2 separate regions of the Gasterosteus aculeatus genome follow, and region 2 is linked to region 1. Evidence: chromatin contacts called from public Hi-C data. All regions are on one chromosome and are shown on one strand. The core of a region is the stretch at or near the end of the contact, and the rest is flanking DNA. Distances in the headings are between cores, read along the strand shown. Region 1 holds the start of c8h1orf52 (chromosome 8 C1orf52 homolog). Region 2 overlaps col24a1 (collagen type XXIV alpha 1).

Evidence for each region. A called contact is a pair of places that touch in the nucleus more often than the background predicts.
Region 2: a contact with region 1 is called in a Hi-C map of skeletal muscle, with 13 times the contacts expected there. The contact joins the enhancer-like site here to the promoter of c8h1orf52 in region 1. A contact is called at or near these places in 5 of 6 Hi-C or Micro-C datasets (liver, skeletal muscle, tail fin and 1 more).

The regions. Positions count from the first base shown.
Region 1 is chr8:9,907,591-9,912,177 of fGasAcu3.hap1.1, reverse strand. c8h1orf52 (chromosome 8 C1orf52 homolog) reads left to right here and starts at 1,713. Exons shown (of 4, transcript XM_040184016.2): 1 at 1,713-1,773; 2 at 1,859-2,200; 3 at 2,907-3,120; 4 at 3,302-4,587. The coding sequence starts at 1,901. The coding sequence ends at 3,456.
Region 2 is chr8:9,967,908-9,972,282 of fGasAcu3.hap1.1, reverse strand. col24a1 (collagen type XXIV alpha 1) reads right to left here. Exons shown (of 60, transcript XM_078108108.1): 27 at 3,316-3,369; 28 at 2,656-2,709; 29 at 928-981; 30 at 739-783. Among protein-coding and RNA genes, the nearest start is that of znhit6, 21 kb to the left of the region's middle. Within about 2 kb of position 1,957, at least 1 of the 9 cell types and tissues checked has open chromatin away from gene starts, as enhancers often do.

The DNA of each region.
Region 1 (4,587 bases), core at 464-2,963:
GTTTAATTTAACTCAATTGTTGAAATTAAAGGTCTTAAGTTGAGCTACAAGCCAGTGTGGTGAGGTATATTGTGGTATATTATTAGCTGCTTATGCTTCAACTCTGTCAGAAAACAGTACAAAAACAATTATGCAACCACGCACAACATCGATTCATCTCATTTACAACATTTTCAGCAGAATGCCAAGAAATGAGATACTCCAAAGAGAGAAGCACCGGGAAATATCCTACTGTGTTTTTTATTTATTTAGTTTATTATTAAGTTCATAAATCATTTTGGCGATGGGTGCCCTTTTGTTTTTGTTTGAGCACCTGCCCCCCAAAATGTCTGTGCACGTGCCTGCTAAGGGCCAGTTGTCACAGCGATAGGACAGTGTCCTTCCTTTGAATTTCCTAAAACGGTTGAAAAATAAAAAAGTCCTTTACATGCTAATACTCATGACGGTACCAGCGCTGGTGCTACTGCATCTACTACGGCGCATAAAAGGTGGTTAATTAAATCCAAAGGCATAACCTGTATGTAGTTAAACAATCTAAATATGCAATTATCTAATATGAAGAATCTGTAACGTTAGTATTGACTATGACAAGAAGAAAGAATCATTTATGTGAACTGATCCTGTGCATTTTGTTGTTGTTTGACCTGTGAAAGGGCAAAGAAGACTGTCCCCTCTAGTCTTCTTAGACTTCTATTAGACTTCTAAAATCCCAAGACATACTGTTTAGGTTATTTGAACTGCTCTAAATCACCAGGAGAAGAGATGTGACCCTCTGAATACTTTAGTCTTCTAAAGGTGGAGGTCCAAATAATGTGAATAAGATAAAGAATCTTCAATGGATGAACATTTAATAAGTAAACATAACGCATAAGAGATAATCTATTTTTCTGAAGGGTCATGGATCTACAATAGTCGTTTTTGAATATGAAATTACATTTGTGAACCCGAGGGGGAAAGGTTCAGGCCAGTGCAGAGTTGTTTGTCTGGTGTTCTGTGTCAGTTCCTATTTTTTTTGTGATGGTCGGGGACATTGGTGGGACTATACTCCACTCTAGTGGTCAGAGTATATTGTCGCTAATATTAATGCTGTTCTTTCATAGTTCTTTCATAGTTCAGGTCAAGGTTCACACACTGCCTGCCGAATAAACGTTGTAGTAATGAACAAAAACTTGTTAGTGAAACATTGCTAATCTGCCTCACTGTTTTGAAGCAGTAGTGATTAATCAAATGACTGTTTCTGTATATGTGAAATTATTTTATGATAGGCGCAAGACTGCTGGCCCCTCACATATGCTCCATTTCTCACAGGCCCTCAGGGCTGAGACACTAAACATTTGATAACTTTTATTTTGTCTGAGAACATTTTTAACAGTAAGAATTGTAGTTGCTCTAACGTTGTGCTTTAAAGACGGGGTATACAGCATTTATATTAATTATTTTCATACACTGTCATGATTCTCAATATCAAAACAATTAAACTAAACAGCAAGTGTGTATGTTATGGACCTGTCTTTTATATGTCTTTACATGCCCACTAATCTCAAAACAAAATCAATTCAAGACTAAAATATAATTTGTCAAAATATACTAAAAACGTAATTTCATTGAATTCTGACATCTGTGTAACTTCAATAATGCACACTTGTGCGACAATTGTAGTACCTTGGATACTTCCGGTTCAGGTGAAATATCTTTACGACAGTCAGCACGACACTACTTTCCCACTTTACGACTCTCTTGGAGGCTGATTCAAAATGGAGTAGAGGCTTACAGGTACTAATCCGAACCCGACCGAATAGCTCTACAGACATTTTTTTTTGTATCGTTTTCTTTCTTTCTTTTGTTTTTTTGTTTACAGGAAACGCTTGTCGCCAAATCACGAGCCCGCTTTGCGAACAAAATGACGGACGAAAACAAGTCCGGCTCCCTCGGCTTCTTCTCGAGCTACGACGATCTGAGCGACAGCAGCGACGGCAGCGGCTCCGGCGACGAGGGCGAAAGTCGGAAGAGGAAAGCGGCGACAGACGCCGCGGGAAGCGGGGCTCCGGGCTCCGGGCGGGGCACCAAACGGGCCGCCGGCGGGGCTCCGTTGCCCAGACCCGACGAGCTGTTCGGCTCCGTGTCCAAGCCGGCTTTCCTCTACAACCCGCTGAACAAGGAGATCGACTGGGAGAGTCTGGCGGTCAAAGCCCCCGAAGAGGTAGAGGCGGCGATGTAGGGGATTCATTGTGCAACAACAACAACAACAACAACAACAACATCCGCTAAACACAAACAGTAGAAACGTCCCCGCGGGTACATTTGTTTTGTGTTTGCATTCAAAAAGCAGCACATTTATTACAACCATAATATATTTAGCACATTGGCTTTGCAGCTTCTCTGCTTCATTCTGTTTTATGTGGTGGTGGTGGTTGTGTTGTTGTTGTTGTCATCGATATGTGACTATTTGAAGGATGCCATAGTGGGTTTTTTTTTGCACATCGATGAGAAAGTTGAAAGTAATATTGTAAGTAAAAATGCACAACATCCTCCTTTCACACGCTGATGACAGCAGCTGCCGCACACGGTGTCACCTGCCCATCAGCAGCGAACATTCACACACAGCAGACAAAGTGTCTTACCCAAGGACACTGCAGGTATTGTGGCCTGGGATCGAACCGCCAACCCTCTGATTGGAGGACCGCCGTGCTCTCCGCTCGCCCACTATAGTCACAATTGATTTAGATGTCACGTCTGTGCTACACCTACTACAAGCTTTGTTCAATTATCCGTATTTAACTTTTCAAACCGTTGTGTAAACTCAGCAATGGGGCCCGACTGCCTCCCTGCACCATTGAGGCTACAGCTCATTTATGTTGATAAAGTCCAAACTGGTCTAATTGCTGTTTTTTCTGTGCTACTTGAAGCCTGCCAGAGAGTTCAAGCCATGGAAGACAAACGCTGTGCCCCCGCCTGAGAGCTACGCCTCCGAGCCAGAGAAGAAGAAGAAGGGACCTCCCCCGGGCATGGACATGGCAATAAAGTGGTCCAATGTGTACGAGGACAACGGGCAAGACGCACCACAGCCGTTCACCGGCAACGCCCGCTTCTTACCCACAGAGGAGGAACTCCCCGAGTCAGGTCAGTCCTCAAATGCAATGGGAAGCAAGGCACCTTTTCTTTTTTTCACTCTCCTTTTTAGAATGAATAAACCGCGTGCTGTTGAGTTATTCAAAAATCCCTGCTTTCCACTCTCCATCCAACAAAATCCCACAAAATCCCCCGAACCAACCACCATTACTGCCGTCCTGCTGGCCGTCAGATGAGGATTCCGATCAGCTGGACCTGTCGGGCAAGAAGCGTCGAGTGGAGACCTTCCAGCAGAAGGAGAAGAGGAAGAGGGACATGGGACAAGCGACCTCTGACAAGAATTTCGTAGAGGAGGAGAAAAGGATCCTCAGGCAAAATATTGATTGAGATCCAGCTCGCCTGCAACAATCAATGTCTCTTCTTTAAATACTTTAATGTCGACTGAAAGCGCTCACAGCTGTAAGCACAGGGGTCGAGTAGGTGTTATGCTGCAGACATCAATAGGCATTTCACCTACATGTTGACATTTGCAATATTATAGTATTCGTTTTATTGTCAAGGGACCGTATGCACACTTTTTAAAAAGTATAGTTAACGGCAGCTCCACTGTTAAAATTCCAATTGAAGAACTCAGGTTCTGGTTAATCTCCACCGACTGTTTTCCCAAGTTAAAGGACAATTCAGGTGTTTTAGTCTTTTTTTTTTTATAGTTTTGGTCCTCATCCCTCTCTGGGCATTAATCAAACAACAGGTTCGGTCCCAGGTCTGCATCGCCTTCGCTTTACTTCCAAATATGTCATCTAGACAAGGTGAAGTGAGAGTTTAAACCTGACCGATTGTTCTTGCCTGGTAAATATAATATTAGCATTTCCAATAACGATGAAGGCCACAACTGAGTTCAAATGATTTAACTTTAACAATATGATTCAGACGCATTGAGCTTACAGGAACATAAACGTTGTCCGTCGGCTTTGCCCTGTTTGCTTTCATTTAACGAGCTAAAATAACAGTGACGGCCAGCTGTGGTGGTTTATTGTGTTTGTCTTGTGTTGTACAAAATATCTAATCACCACCCAAGTATGAAATATATGTATTTGTGTGCGTGTGTGTGTGTGTGTGTGTGTGTGTGTTGAAACAGAGATTCTCCGACAAAAATAAGATTAAATCGCTGTGAAATGTTTTTAGAAACTGCTTGTTCTTCCTGCTTATGACCACTAGATGTCGCCATGAGCCAGAATGGAAAATACTCCCTCTGTTTGTAGTGGAATCTGCTTCACTTTGACTGTGTGAATATTGGGCCCCCAAATAACACCCCGGGTCCAGAGTACAAGCTGCTTTGTGATGAAGGGACATCTGATCCTCACTTTAGAAGTTGGCCTCATCTCAGTTCTCTTGAGATACTTGATGCATACGGACCGTTTATTCAGTCTGATGTACCTTGTATTACGTGACACTTTACATCTATAGTAGATAAAAACATCTTTGCATGATAAGTATTCCAATGTTTTTGTTCATTGT
Region 2 (4,375 bases), core at 708-3,207, 60 kb before region 1:
AAATAACCAAATAATTATTATAATCCGTTTTGAGAGAAATACTGAAAACATAGTAATCTTTCATGTCTGCAAAGCACCACTTCTAATAATGGGTTTAACAGGGATGTGCTCCTTAGTTTCTTGCCCAGGTCATTTGGAATGACTTGTTACAGGTAGAAATGTTATAGGTGTGACATTAATTAAGTGTTTGTTGAATTTAAACCTACTGTTTGCTCATAAATTCCTACATAATGTTTTGTATATTACAGAGCAATGTTATGAAGCCCTTTAATATTTGTCCTTTGTTGGTTTTATTAGGATTAGGATTAGGTTTAGCTCCGGCTTCCTCTCTAAAAGCTGGCAGCTCTACATAATAACTGTGTTTGGGAGAAACTCGGTACCGAGGTGCTAAGACAAAGGCCCATTCTGCAAATAAAGACTGATGAAAGACTCGCCGAGCTTTTAGAGGGGCCCAAGGGTTGATGATGTGGAAATGTCTTTTCCACGCGAGTGTTCAAAAGTAATGCGTATGTGAACCTCAAGGCCTCAGGTTGATGCCTTTCTATGACAAGGATTATTCATGGCTTTCGTTACTAAAATATGGGTGTTTTCATTTCTTAAGAGCCTGAAGTCTTCATCCGGAAATGTGTTCAGCATGTAAAATACAAACGTTGTGGCCTGTTATGTAATAAAACTCTTTTTCTGTCTATAAGATAAAAGACAAAAATACATTTTGCAACATTTTTAAAGTTTACTTACTATGAATCCCGACTCTCCTTTTGGTCCAATGTCACCCCGTTCACCCTGAAAACAAAAGGTTTCGACACATTTTGGAAAACTTTGGAGGAACTAAAAGAAATAAATCATCCACATTATGTGACAAATCATTTCAACTGTAACACTGTGGCCAATATGCAGGAGGATTGTCCCATGTTCACACAGCTTTACCTTGGTGCCCTGAGGGCCTGGTTCACCGAGTGGGCCTTCTGGACCCTGGGGCCCCTGTGCGAAGGAAACATGAGACACACCTTTCATCACTCAAAGAAGAATGAGCAGTTTAGGTAACACATACTTTGAAGCATCATACCTTAGTTCACAGATATATATATATATATATATATATATATCTGTGAAACACCACCAAAAACCACTCCCACTAACATTGCATGGGTTTCCCAGCAATGTAGTGCCAACTTACAGGTAAGGGGACAGATACAAATCTGTAAATACAACACAAGACCCTCCTCTTCCCTCTCTTGTCCACCCTTTTCTTTTATGTCTCTTCCTTTCATGTCTCTCTATCAGTTTCTAGTCTGAGCCTCTGGCTTTCAATCCGGCTCTCACCCCTGTCAGATCACTTTACTCCCATTACGCCTCCAGGGAGACACACATGGCTTTGTCTTCGTCTCTCTCTGTCCCTTAATAGTTTGTCTCTTTCACCAATCTGGGTTCAAAGCTCATTGAGGCAATCAATTCTGCAAAGTGACCAACGCTAACGTAACCTGCGCCCTGTCCTCAGTGTTTCACTGCTTCTTCTCAATGAGTTAAATGTAAGAAGTTATAACATTCATTAATTTAGGCCATAGGTACTGATAAACCTAATGCCATCATTAACATGTTTAGATGGTCTGACAGGCCCATTTGTAAACAGAATAAATAGTTTGACATGTTTGTATAAAGCAAGGAAGGCAATTCAACCAATTTGTGCACAAGTTGTGAAACACGTTATTACGGTTTTCTGTGACGGTAGCAGGTTGAAACATTGAGGAGGTAGTTCATCAGAAATCATCGACTAGCGAAGGCGCTACGCAAATAATTCAGCTCCAGTCTACGCCTGGATCGTTCAGAGCTCAAAGGCTGAACTGATAAGTATGATTGATTTGCTTTATTTTCCTTCCATTACGTTGCATTCTGATCTCTCAACTGTGCAGAGATCAATGGCGCGTGACATGTTTTCCTAAAACAAAAACAGGCGCCAGACGAGGAGGGCGGATGAGGGTAACGATGTATATCTCACCTCAGCCAGACGGGAAATGCAACCACAGACTGACACGTGTGGATTACGGTAAAGACGTGACATATTAAGTACTGCCATATGTTTTGCTCTGGTAAAATGGAAGTGAACGATGGATACGTGGTAATGTGCAGGAGGTGTTGTGGTATTGGGTAGAACTACTCTGGTCACGCAAACCATCCGTTTAGTGAAATTAGTGAAAAATAAATATTCATAGTTGTACATTACGGTTGTGCACAAACAATTATTGTGATATGAAGGAGCAGAAAGTTGGCCCCGGATAGATATTTCAGTTGAATCACATCGTTTGAACTGCTCTTAAATAAATTAATTTGCTTCCGAGTGCAAAATGATATACTGATATACTGAAGTCTCAATGATCTTGACCTACGTTCCCCGAGGGTGTCATTCACCTCTCAGCCACACGATGTCTCACCAGTATTACTGCACCAAATCCAACTGACATTGCGTCCTTCAAAAGAGATTACGAATCCACCTGTAACTAAACCTGAGCCAATTTCTTGCTTTCAACTTTGGTTTGTGGAAAATAGGTTGTGATGCAAAACCAACTGCCAAGGGACTTGGTGAGTGAAGTTTCCATCAGTCGTTGAGTTAAAAGTAGGCTTAGATACTTAAAGACCTCGAAGTTAGACTGCTCTTACCCTCCTGCCCTTTGGCCCAGCAACGCCTGGAGTCCCCCTCTGCCCCTGCAGCCCCTGTGAGAAAAATCAAGACGGACACAAGTAAGATCTGAGAGACAGAATGAAGGCAGGTAAGTAGTAGCCATTTAGGAAGGTGTTCCTTTGGCATAATGCAGAGAAAAACTATAAAATACAGTGTAAATATTTCTAAATTGGGAAAGATCTCTCAATGCGTCTTTTATACCACATCAACACAAGTCCTAATGGACGCGTTACGAAGGCGTCAGCAGACCTACTGAACAATCTGTCTGCTAAGAAACCTTGTTTATGGGAACGTTTGAATTCCTTTTTAGGACAATTGCAGGACAGTTAAGAAAAATATTATTATGGGGCCTTAAAGCCCATATTACAGTATTCAGCAAACCGGTTCAGGTTTGACAGATAATATCATTGTATGCAATTTTATGAATGCAAATGTCGATATTTCTGAAAAGGAACCCAGCACTTCTTAAGCCTTATTTTATCTTTTATGTATTACTCCTCAATAAACCAATAGTAATTTCTAGCAAATTATCTGATAAGTTTAATATAAGTTATATAATGCTAGTATAATGGATTTACGTGTGATCATCCCCATGCACACAATCACAGCATGGTATTAGACGAGTGTTTGACACTTACTGCTGCACCTTGCAGGCCGATGTCCCCCGGACTTCCTGGTGTCCCTGAATAGCCCTTACACCAAAACAGAAAGAATAAACATTATAGAAAGGTTGACTGTGCAATGGCATAGTAGTTACCACTTTATAGCCAAACTGCCGCATTATTGCACCTGCAGTGCAAATAGGTCGGTGGATGATGCCGTCAACAAGTTTGCCACCACATGCTTCATCACCTCGACTCACCGGGGACGTCCGCACGGGTGGTGTTTGTGGAGTTCAGCTCAGCGCTCAGATACTCAAACACAGCCTCCACCTGTCAGTGGGTTACTAACAGCCCGAGAGACAGGTGGCGCTGGGAAAAAATCACTTCAAGTACCTGGACTGTAAGCACCAACGCCCCCTCCCAGGGATGTGTGCTCTCCCCACTGCTCTTATCCCTCAACTCAACAGCCCCGCGTCTGCTGTGGATCTCCGGGGAAACTGAAGTGACAGGGATGAGCTCACTCAGGGAGTTCAACCTGCATCGGGAGCTGCTGGCCCTGTTTTAATCATCCAGTCTGTTCTCTGTTCTTCCATCTCAGTGTGGTTTGGATTGGCCACAAACCAGGGCAGGAACCGACTACAACGGATCATCAGGTCTGCAGAGGGAACAATTGGCTCCAGCCCAAACTTCATCCTGGACCCGTTCTGCAGAATTGTTTTCAATATTACATCTTTCTCAGGACCCACTGGAAAGAGAGCGACACCTGGGTCTGTGGTTCTCATCTAATCACAACCCATCACACATCCTCATCCATCCAGGAATAAAACCACAAAATCAAACCAAGACCTGAGTGTCTTTGCCAGGAAATGTTAATCCCTGCAAAGTGCCTTCAAACAGAAACCAAACTTCACAAAAAGATTATTGTCATCTGTGCTGACAGCCCGAAGCCCAACGGCAACTCCTCACCAACGTGGCTTCATTTTAGCCCAAAAATGGTTCAACCAAATCACCATAACTCCCTGAATATGACACAAAGATCTCTTTATCTCTCTCAGTCAAACATGCACACGGACGAGCACTGATTTAATCATCTAAC